4 separate regions of the Mus musculus genome follow, and regions 2, 3 and 4 are each linked to region 1. Evidence: chromatin contacts called from public Hi-C and promoter capture Hi-C data. All regions are on one chromosome and are shown on one strand. The core of a region is the stretch at or near the end of the contact, and the rest is flanking DNA. Distances in the headings are between cores, read along the strand shown.

The links. Promoter capture Hi-C pulls out the DNA fragments that hold promoters and counts their contacts. Hi-C and Micro-C count contacts between places; a contact is called where the count stands out from the background.
Region 2: a contact with region 1 is called in a Hi-C map of B cells, with 5 read pairs. The contact joins the promoter of Gsr here to the promoter of Pcm1 in region 1. A contact is called at or near these places in 1 of 39 promoter capture datasets (pre-B cells) and 1 of 484 Hi-C or Micro-C datasets (B cells).
Region 3: a contact with region 1 is called in a promoter capture Hi-C map of pre-B cells. The contact joins the promoter of Purg here to the promoter of Pcm1 in region 1. A contact is called at or near these places in 1 of 39 promoter capture datasets (pre-B cells) and 1 of 484 Hi-C or Micro-C datasets (CD4 T cells).
Region 4: a promoter capture Hi-C map of pre-B cells shows a contact between it and region 1. The contact joins the promoter of Ing2 here to the promoter of Pcm1 in region 1. A contact is called at or near these places in 1 of 39 promoter capture datasets (pre-B cells) and 1 of 484 Hi-C or Micro-C datasets (CD4 T cells).

The regions. Positions count from the first base shown.
Region 1 is chr8:41,238,310-41,241,009 of GRCm38.p6, reverse strand. It overlaps Pcm1 (pericentriolar material 1), which reads right to left and starts at 1,251. Exons shown (of 38, transcript NM_023662.3): 1 at 1,047-1,251.
Region 2 is chr8:33,651,889-33,654,588 of GRCm38.p6, reverse strand. It overlaps Gsr (glutathione reductase), which reads right to left and starts at 1,351. Exons shown (of 13, transcript NM_010344.4): 1 at 810-1,351. The coding sequence starts at 1,049. It overlaps Gm33433 (a long non-coding RNA gene), which reads right to left. Exons shown (of 3, transcript XR_870309.3): 3 at 1,713-2,357.
Region 3 is chr8:33,384,489-33,387,188 of GRCm38.p6, reverse strand. Purg (purine-rich element binding protein G) reads right to left here and starts at 1,347. Exons shown (of 2, transcript NM_001382855.1): 1 at 1,126-1,347; 2 at 1-859. The coding sequence starts at 853. It overlaps Wrn (Werner syndrome RecQ like helicase), which reads left to right and starts at 1,662. Exons shown (of 34, transcript NM_011721.4): 1 at 1,662-1,847.
Region 4 is chr8:47,673,787-47,676,486 of GRCm38.p6, reverse strand. It overlaps Ing2 (inhibitor of growth family, member 2), which reads left to right and starts at 1,328. Exons shown (of 2, transcript NM_023503.3): 1 at 1,328-1,981. The coding sequence starts at 1,807. AA386476 (expressed sequence AA386476) reads right to left here and starts at 1,096. Exons shown (of 1, transcript NR_166692.1): 1 at 1-1,096.

The DNA of each region.
Region 1 (2,700 bases), core at 2-2,501:
AAAAGGCAGAAGCAGGTGCACAAAAAGCTCTTGAACACCGGCTCTAGTAACCAGAGAACACCGAAGGCGGGGTCTGGAAAGCGGTTATGGGGCGGGGGTAGGAGGCGGTAGGGGCACCCAGAAAGCCCGCTTCTTCTAAGCGCCAAAGCACGATCTGTCACCCGTAGTTCCCACACCAATCCTAATACCGCCATGAAAGAAAGGGGAGGAAAAAAACGTTTTGTGTTTTGTTTTGGGTTTGGACCAGGCTAGCGCGAGAGGAAAAGTTGGTTCACGCAGACGCCCCCACAGGGGGGCCGAACACCTAATCCTTAACAGCAGTCTCTGCAAAGCAAGCCAGGCTGCCAGAATCCCACTGGACATCTCGCTTCCCTCCCACCCACCCATCCCCAGTCTCCCCCTCGCCCCCCCACCACCCATTCTAGATGTAAAGAAACTGGATCTTCCCGAAGGGGTGAAGAAGGGGCAGTGGGAGGAGCGCGGAGAAGGATTATTAAATTAACATTTTCTTAGCGAAAAGAACCTACTAGCAGGAGTCAGGAACGCCTCCAGGGGCCTTCCTGCTCCAAGAATAAAAGGGACCGCAGAAAACTCCCGGGCCACAGACTCTCTGCACCCAGGAGGATCCGGGCCGCCCGGGACCCCTCCCAGGATGGAATTCGGCGGGTGGGCTGGGAGGGATGGCGGTCCCCGGGGCCTCGGGCCGCCAAGGCCAGTTTCTTTCGGAACTCATCACCCCGAACTACAAGGCAACCTTCCCCTCCACCCTGGAGGGGGGTGAAATCTCCAGCACCGGGCGAGCGGTCCTCACATGGGACGCCCCAAGATCGTGGAGGCGCCAGCCAGCGTCGTCCCAGACGCTCGCCAGAGCTAGCGTGTCAGTCGGCGCCGAGAGGAGCCGATGACAGCCTGGGGGTGGGGAAGGATCGCGCAGCCATGGGACCTCAGAGTTAAAACGGGCAGGCGTGGCCCCAGGCCGCTTCCAGCGCCGCGCCCGCCTCGAACCACCCTGTGCTCCGGCCCGCGGTGGCCCAGGGCCGCGTTACCTGGAAACGAAGCCGCCCCTCCTGCCAAGGGCCGAGTGGCGGTCGGCCGCCCCTCCAGGAGCCGCCGCCGGCAGCGGTTCTTCCTCCAAGACCGCGGAAGGGAGGCCCACAAATCCCCCTCGACTGCCCAAAGCCCCAATGGCCGCCTTCTCTACATTAGCTAACTAGGCGCCAACCGCCGCAGCCACCGCCATCTTAGGACCTCATTGTGGTGGGAGAAGAGTGGGGGGCGGGGGAACTGCAGAGGGGGGGGGGGGCGCAACGCTCCGCGAGACGAGCGCGGTCTCCTCGGCAACGGCTGCGCGGGGGCGAGAACTCGCCGGGGCTGGAGCCGCAGTGCGAACTCCGGGCGTGCGGTGACCTGAGTCACGTGACGCTCGGGCCTTCCGTGGAGTCACGTACCGCCCCTCTAGTCAGGAAAAGATTTGTGCAGACGAACAACCTGGGAACTACACATCCCAGAATGCCCACTCAACTGGGTAGCCAAAAGAAACGGAACTACAAATCCCAGTGTGCTGTGCGCCTGCCAGATGGCTCCGCTGTGTTTTTTAAGGCTTGAGGCCTGTGGGGTTTATAAGTGCTTTAGCTCACTGCAAGTCTCCGGGCGCTTTCTAATTTTCTGTGGAGGCATGAGCTTCCAGATGGAGACCGGAAGACTGGGAACCCTTGTAGTGCATTCCTACCCACTTTCCTATCACGAAGGATACTGATGAGCCTTTACAATCTAACCCCTAATTTTAGCAAGGATATTAAATCAGTATGTCATGTGTGCTTAGTCGGTGGAAGAATCATAAATAAGATTGTCAGTGGTCATTGCCACTTGGAACGCTGTCCCGCTACTTTGTTGGTAGAAAGAAGTAGTTGTAAACAGAGTTTAATCTTGTGAAATTTTCGCTGAACGGATAGTCTTTGAAATCCTGTTTAATTTATATTCTTGCTAACGGCTGTGTTAAGGTTAATAAATGGATAAATAGTGTCATAAAAACAGCACAAAACAAAACTTTTTTTTTTTAAGTTGCAAGGCTTTCAATATGCCAGGCTCCGAAGTTAAGACTACCTGTCGATTTTAGTTGCATGCATACACATTCTGTTTTTAGACAGCTTCTAAATGTCTAAAATAGGATTTTTTTAAATGTAAAATAATGTAATTGAGAAAGAATAGGTTTCTGTTTTTCCACAATAAATTGCTCCACACAATTACCAACAAATTGTTTACAAAACAAAATACTACAACTCTCTCAGAGCACCACGGTTCCTATCAACTAAACTCTTCCTGCCCAGGGCAATTTACTACTGTGTCCATAGCCTTCTGTATTCGTTTTTATCCTGTTTCTGAGGCAACGTCTCTTGTATCTCAGGCTGGCCTCAAATCTCTGACTTCAGATCCTTCTGCTTGTGGAATGCTGAAGTGTAGCATTCCACCTCAATGTAGCTTGTATACATAAAAACATACGATACCTTAAGGAAATGAATCAGTACACTGCTGGAAATCAAACCCAGGGTTTCATGCATGCTAGGCAAACATTCTGTCAACTGAGCTACACACCCAGCCGGGTAGTGGATATTGAACCTAGGGCTTTTCGACATGACATGCTAGGCAAGTACTCTACTACTGACCTATAATCTTTAGGCCTCTATTTTTCATTTGGATCTG
Region 2 (2,700 bases), core at 102-2,601, 7.6 Mb after region 1:
AACCTATCCCCAGTCCCGGGTGACTTTTGAGGTTCAGCATTTTCAATCACTAACAAAAACTCTGCCTTGATCTTGTGATAGGAAGAGCCACACTAACGTGGGAACGAGACTTTCAATCGTAAGATTTACCACCTTTCTCTCTTTCCTTCTTTCTTCCTTCCTTCCTTTTTAATTTGTAAACCTGTCCCCAAACAATCCACAAACGGTATCACAAAGCTCTGAGAAACCCCTTAAGGTTTCTCTTTGGAGGCAGCTTGTAGTTCTCAGGCTTGGCTGCAGTTGGGATCAACTGCGTGTTTCTGAGCTTGCTAACCCCCGCGCCGCATCTCCACGTACGGTCGGGAGCCTTGGAAACAGCAGAACAGGGAGCGGGAAACAGCAGAACTTCAACTCTCCAGGGGGTTCCTTTGCGCAGCCAAAGTTAAGAACTACTGTTACCTAGCACTTTGCCCTTGAAATAGATCAGACCCGACCCACGCACGCACACACACACTCCTCCACGCCAGAACCCTCCACTGCTCCCCTCGCCCACGCCACTAGCAGTTTCCCAGAGAGTTTCGTGTTTCCCAGCTCCAGCGCCGGATGCCATACTCCCCCGCATGGAGTTGCACGCTGGGCAGCTAAGCTTGGCTGGAGTTTTTTTGGCTTCAGCATTGCACCTGTGCAGAGTGGCGGGATCGGCGGCGTTACCCTTTTTCCCGCCACTTCTTGGGATCCCGGGCCTGGGAGTGGGGAAGCACCCCGGGCGCCGCGCTCAGAGGCCGGGAGAAAGCGCGCAGCCGGCGCGGCCCGAGGGCCCCGGTACTCACGCAAGTGCCACCCAGCTTGTGACTCTCCACCACCGCGGCCCTGGCGCCGAGCTCCGCCGCCCGCCGCGCGCTGGCCAGCCCGCCGGAGCCGCCGCCGATCACCAGGTAGTCGAAGGAAGAGGTGTCCGGGGCCGGGGGCTGCGGCTCGCCGGGACTCGCCATGGCGCAGGTGAGCGCGCGCGCTGCCCGCCGCAGGCTCGGGGCCGCGCCCACGCCCAGCGCCCGGGGCAGCAGCGCCATGCGCGGAAGTGCGCGCCGGGAGCGGGGTGCAGCGTCGCCGTGACTAAGCACCGCGCCCGAGGGCCCCTGTCCCCGCCCCGCAGCGCGTGGACCGAGGGCGAGAACGTGCAGGTTTTGTTTCCCCACCCCCAGCTTCTCGGATTCCTGCAGGCCTTAACCTACTTTCCGCTTTCAGGGCACTTGGTACTCGTAAAATGAAGAAGAAAAAAAGGCTGGAATAATGAGTGGAGTGGCCGAAATGATTTTTTGTGATCCATAGAGGAAGCTTAAAGAACGGACTGAGATGGAGCTGCCAACTAAACCGGCCAAGATCCCCGAGAACAATGTGTAGTTCATATAAGCACCAGGCTGGGAGCCCCACGGCTAAGAAATGAGGAACACAGGGCCCCTAAGCCCCACACTCCAAGCTGGATATTACGAATCAGAATGCTATACAGTCTGTTGAGGCTTTTTTGTTTTGTTTTGTCTTGTTTTATTTTCTGTTTAAGAAGTAGCCAGGCAGTGGTGGCGCACGCCTTTAATCCCAGCACTCAGGAGGCAGAGGCAGGCAGATTTCTGAGTTTGAGGCCAGGCTGGTCTACAGAGTGAGTTCCAGGACAGCCAGGGCTACACAGAGAAACCCTGTCTCGAAAACACCAAAAAATAAAAAATAAAAAAATAAAAAATAAATAAAAAGTAATATGACTTGGGAGATAGAAGGAACGTGGGTTCAAGATCATCAAGGAAGAAGGCAGATTTTTCCTTCTGGTAGAGTACCCTGTAATAAATGTAGACAGAATAATAACTTGAGAACATTTACAAGGTCACAGTGACCAAGCGGCTTTCTTGGGAACCATTAATGATTGCTAAGATCACCGAGTTAAAGTTTGATGGGGATATAGAGTTGTGTAAAGATAGATAGATACAGATAAACACACGAAGAAAGCACCCCACCACCACCCCCACACACACAGGCACACAAACTCCTACTTGATCACAAAAGGGAAACCAACTTTTCTGCCGGCACCGCCTTGTCCTAAAGATCAAGATTAAATACTGCTAAGTCATAAGAAACGTGCCGTTGTGAGGCAATAACCAGTATTCAATTAAACTTACACAACCATCCTGCTTCTTTAAAACATTCAGCGGCTGGAGAGCAGTTAAGAGCCCCGGCTGCTCTTCCAGAGGGGCAGAGTTCCATTCCCCGCTCCATTGTGTCAGTCAATCTCACAACCGCTGACGTTCCCGTTGTCTGGCCAACACCAGCGTTACTTTGACTTATTACATGATTTCAGCGTCAGCGTCCAATATTGAGGCTCAGGATAAAAACTGAAGAGAATAGAGAACAACTAAAACTTAAATGCGAAGTTAGCATAAAGCACATCGTACTATTAGAAACTCTTGGGCTGGAGAGATGGCTCAGCGGTTAAGAGCACTGACTGCTCTTCTGAAGGTCCTGAGTTCAAATCCCAGCAACCACGTGCATGGTGGCTCACAGTCATCTGTAATGAGATCTGATGCCCTCTTATGGTGTGTCTGAAGTCAGCTACAATGTACTTATAATAAGTAAATAAGTCTTGAAAAAGAAAAGAAACCCTGGGAGGCAGTTTGTGAGGCTGTTTTGTTGAGAAACTGTATTTACAATTGGCTGTGGTGGCTCATGCCCTCAATT
Region 3 (2,700 bases), core at 98-2,597, 7.9 Mb after region 1:
TATTAGAGCCCACATCAAAGTAGAACCTTTTATTGTCCACTCTGAAAGAGGTCCCCTCTGGGAGTTCAAGTGGGTCGTCGTCTCCACACCTTCGTTCTTCTATGTCTCCTTCGCCGTAGTCTTCAATCAGCTGAACCAAGGCATCACGAAATTCAATCATACCTTGTGCTGGGAGGACAATAGTCTGATCCTGGCCCAAACTGTGGCCAAAGTAACCGATCATGCCAGTGCCCCGCATCATGGTTTGTCTAATCCTTAGGAAGCGACCTCGTTGGTTTTCCTTTAGGTCCAGGTAGTATTTCCTATTGTCCCTCTCTATATAGTCCGTTTTGAGGACACTGTGAGGATGCTCTTCTGACCCCACTGACACCGGTGGGGAGGGTGCAGAGTGCTTCTGCCGCCTCCTGGAGACTTGCTCTTTGCTCTGGCCATGCTCCTGTCTGTGGCCTTTCAGGCCCAGATGGGCATAGTGCTCGATGAAGTCGCCTAGACAGTCCTTCAGCTCTGCTGCTACCGACAGGGAGAGGGTCAGTTTACTCTTTCTGATATTGTCCTGCCGGCCTCTCCCTATCCAGACTTCGGCTATCTTTAGGAAGCGGCCCCGGGAGCTCTGCTTCACGTCTAGGTAAAACCTCTTTTTCTGGATGTCCACACGTTTGGAGGCTAGCTCCTGGATTTCGGATGTGCCCCCAGACTGATTAGGGGTGGCTGACGCGGAGTAGTGGGGGTAGTGAGAATGCTGGGCCTGGGGATAGAGTCTACTCTTGCTTAGGCCAGGGCCCCCTACATTCTTGCCTCCGCGGCCACGGCCGCCGCCGCTGCCGCCGCCTCCCCTTCGCCTGGCTCTTTCCATCTTCAGCTGCAAGTGACAAACAGACACACGGGGTGGGATGGGGGAGGGGTGTTGAGAACAATCGCAGACGCCCCTGGGTCCGCACTGCCCCCGCTGCCGCCGCCCGGAACCCCTACTCTGGCCCGGCTCTCGCGCTCCGGCCTCGGCCGGCTCCGCACCGCGCACACAGCATCCCCTCTGCCGCCCCAGGCCTCCCGCTCCGATTCCCGTACGCTGCCAGCCGCCCAGCTCCGGCTCGGCAGCCCCGGGGGTCCCAGCCAGCCGACACTCACATCATCTCCGTCACCGATGCCCTTCACGACCACCGCCGCCGCCGCCGCCAGCTCTCGGCCCCTCCGCCGCCGCCCCCCGCCTCCTTCCCCGCCGCCGCCGCCGCCGCCGCGCGCTCTGCCCCCCGCCGGAGCAGCGGGGCAGGGGCATCGCCTGCGGCGCCCACCGCCGCCGCCGCGCCTCCTGCGGCCGCTGCCTGGATTCGGGCACCGGCCCGACGCCGCGGGGAGGGCGGGAGGGAGGCGGGGAGCTGCCTGAGGGGCCGGGCTTGGGACCCCGCCTCCCCAGCCGCGCTAGCGGAAAGACGGGGGACTCGGGCTCTGCCTCCGGGCGCGCCCTGACGGCAGACAGCGCGCGGGGACCCGGCGTGCGAGAGAGCCGGCAGGAGAGGTGGCGGGAGGGTTGTGATTTCCCGCGACTCACCCGCACCTGCGTTGAGACTACATTTCCCAGCGTGCCCAGCGGCCGTCAGCTCTGAGCATGCGTGCTGCGCGGGGTGGCTGCGGTGGGTGGGAGGGCGGCGCGGCTGGGAGAGGTTGGGCGGGGCCGCGGGCGGAGTGCAGGGAAGGGCAGTCGCCAGACCAGAAGTGCACCGAGGCGCCCGTTGGTATAAAGTTAGTAAATGTGAGGCCTCTCTCGATGCCTGGGTCCTGGGCTTTGGTTCTCAGTCCTCCATAAATCATCCTGCTGGAGGAGAAGACCCTTAGATCTGGCTCTTCTCAGGGTAACGTGCCTTCCCCGCTTTTGCCTCTCCCCTTTGCGTACCCTGGGCTATATCTACGCATCTCGGACGCTTGTTTCTCTCTCCCACGAGGCTTTCTCTTGGGGTTGTGTTGGGGAGATTCTTGGAAAGGGAGCCTTGCCTCCTTTCTCCTTCAGATCCCCTGGAAAGGGGCCTCGGAGCCACAGGCCTCCTCTGGTCCCGTCAGTGGGCTTTCCCGCCTCTTCCGCCCCAGCTGCTGTTTATAGCGCTTCGGAGGCAGAGGTAACTGAGTCCGGGGAGGCAACCGACTTTCCACTACTGAGCAAATTGTTTTGGACCTCTTAAGGTTAAGTCATTGTACTAATGAGCATTTGGTCTTGTTGAATATGACTCGTTCTCCCATAGACCTGATATGTAAAAACCTGGAGAGCAAAAAACTCTTTAGGATGCTAATCCAGAGTCCCCAAATAACAAATTTCAGCCTTATTTTTCCCTTTGGTTTTATTGAGACCCGGCTTCTCTTCTGTAGCCCCTCACACTTTTAGCCCAGGCTGTCCTCGAACTCAAGAGAGTACGGCCTACCCTGTCATGCCCTCTTGATCTTTTATTAGAGATTGTATGCAAAGCCTGCGGCGTATAGGGCAGTTTGGTACTCGATGTCGTTGTATACTAGTTGTCCCCTGTGTCTCCTCTTGCTTTGAGGATGGAACCCCAGACTGGGACCACTCACCTGCTTGATACAGCGCTCTTCAATTGAATGGCATCCCAGCTCTGCTAATTCAGCATATAATTGTTGAGCGCTGCTGAGATAACAAAATGAATGAAACAGAAAATTTACCCATTTTTGAGCTCACAATTTAGCGGAAAGAGATAC
Region 4 (2,700 bases), core at 79-2,578, 6.4 Mb before region 1:
CCTTCCAATATAGCCCTTGTCCTCAGGACGCCGAATTCCGCGTTGTGTTTTGTCGAAATCCAAATTTTCATCTAGACCAGGACCTAGGTTTCCCTTGGCATCCCAACAGCTGCTTAATATACCCCACTGTATGAAAGTGTGCTGAACAGGCCGGGCAACAGGTATAGCGCTGCAAACCGGGCAAGAGCACCCAAACTTAGCACTCTGGCGTTTTCTCTCTTCTCATTCAAAGACGCCGCTCCCATTGGGCATCTCATCTGAATTAAGCGACTACTCTTTCTTATACCTATTTCGGTTGGGGGGGGGGGGGAGAACCAAAACCAAAACAGCTCACATATTTATATACATTCCGGAAGTCTATCCGTAATTACAGTGAGCTCCTCCTACCGGCATTTCACTGATGGTACTGGGGGAGTAAGGCGGATAATCCCTCACACGGAAAGCACCGCACTCGGTGGTTGATCCGATTTCTAATCCCATCTGCACTGATCCCCTGCTGGCTAGTGGTGAAGCCGAGTGAAAAGACAGTGAGGACTGTGTGTCCTCGCTGGCGGGTGATGCCTAGGCGATTCGACATCTGACAACAGTTTCCTTAAGATGGTTTGGGACTGGGGACCGGGGCGGCGTGCAGCCTTGCCACCTCCCTAAACCAAACTCTTAAGCGCGAGGAGGGGGAGCAGACCCTGAGAGCCACCCCGGCGCTGGGGGGTGGAGGGGCCGCACGCAAGGCGGGGAGTCCGCATTTAAAAGGGCAGAGGGCGCACCGCCTACCTCCGCGGTCCGCCCCGGTGCTCCGGGACCGTGGCCGCGGGGCGCTCGGCGGGAAGTCGCCGCGCATGCCCGGAGCCGCGCCCGCTGCACCCTGGGTCGCCTTAGTTCCCCCTCAGGCCTCACTCGGCCAGCGGCGCCCAGGGGCCGCTCGCTGCTGTCTTGGAGGCTCGCGAGGGAGGCGCTGGATCCGCCAGATGGAGGCAAGGTCGGTAACTCGGGGCCGAGCGAGCCGAGCCGGCGCTTCCTATCCCTGTAGGGGAACAGAAACGAAGAGAGCGGTCGCCCGGCCTCTCGGGGGCAACCGTCAGGACTTCGGTCGAAGGGGGCAGGCTCAGCCATGCGGTCCCTTTAAGAGGGGGCGGGGCGCGGCCTGCCGTTTGGCCGGCCTCCGCACCCTCCCCCCGCCCCCAGGCGAGAGCTGACAGACCAATCGCCCGGGTGGCGCAGGGAAGGCGGGAGAATGCGAACTCTTCGGTAGGACGATAGGGGCGGGGCCCCAGCCTTATTAGGAGTGAGTGCTGCGCAGGCGCAGATGCGGTCGCTGGCCAAGGGGCGGGGACTAGTCCTGTGAGACTCCGACAGGCACGGAGGCTGATAGAGAGGCGAGAGGGTAGCGAGGGGCTTGTCACGGGGATCCGGGCGACCGGGCAGCCCCGGTAGTGTCTGGGGAGTCCCCGGGGGGGACAGCCAGCGTCGCTGCCTGGGAGCCCCGGCGCCATCGGCCGCGGGGAACCCCGCTGCTCGCTCTCCTAGAGAGGGAGGGGGCCGGAGGGAGCCCCGGTCTCGCCCCGCCCCTGGGCTTGTTACCGCGGGGGCGGGGAGTAAGGGCTTCTTCTTGGGGGAGTGGAGATCGGGGGACTCGGCGGTGCCCTCTCGAGCGGCGGCCGTGTCCCCGCGGCGCCGGGCTGCCGAGCGGAGGAGCGGCGGTCGTGGCTGTTGCATGTGTGGCTGCTGGATGCGGAGGCGGCGGCGGCGGCGGCGGCGAGGAGCAGCAGCAGCGGCGGCGGCGGCGGTGGTGGTGGTGGCGGCGGCAGGATGTTAGGGCAGCAGCAGCAGCAGCAGCTGTACTCGTCGGCCGCGCTCCTGACCGGAGAGCGGAGCCGGCTGCTCTCCTGCTACGTGCAGGACTACCTGGAGTGTGTGGAGTCGCTGCCCCACGACATGCAGAGGAACGTGTCGGTGCTGCGGGAGCTGGACAACAAATACCAAGGTACTTTCCCTTCTTTCGGGTGACAGTGTGCGCCGAGTGCACCGAGCGATCTGGTGTGTGGGGCCGGGAAGCGGTTGTGTGTGTGTGTGTGTGTGTCTGGGTGGGGGGACGGCACAGCACACTCGCGGCCCTCCCTGTCCCGGCTGCGGCTGACGAGGACTTCCGAGGACCGCCCGTCCGTCAGCCCCCGTTGCAGCTCCGGCGGCTGGCTGCAGCTGCCGCGGACGGGAATCAGCCATTTTTAAGCGAGCATTTGTTCCGGTGCCTGCCGGTTGGGTGCCGCACACTGTCCTGCCCGGGGCTGGAGAGTGTGCAACGAGCAGGGTTGCGGGGCTGGACCGGGGTGCTGGGCCTGCTTAGCCCCTTGCCTGCTGGGGCTCCCTCCGTCTGCGAGCAGATGCATTGGAACGTATGGGGGGGAGGGGGCGAGAGGACGGCGGAGGTGGACTCGGGAGATGCCTCTCCCCCCACCCCCACCCCCCTCCAGCTCCCGGCGTGGCGCGGGACTGGGACGGTCTGTGCTTCCCTCTCGCCCCGGGGAAAGTTCCGGGCCGCCCGGTGTCTCACTCAGCCCTTCTTCGGCTACTGCCAAATGGTTAAAGGGGGAGGGGTTCCCCCGCAGGGCGAGACGGAGAAGGGGTGTGTGTGTTGTGTATGTGTGTGCGTCCGTGTGTGTGTGTGCGTGTGTGTGTGAGTGTGTGGCGGGGAGGGTCCGGCCT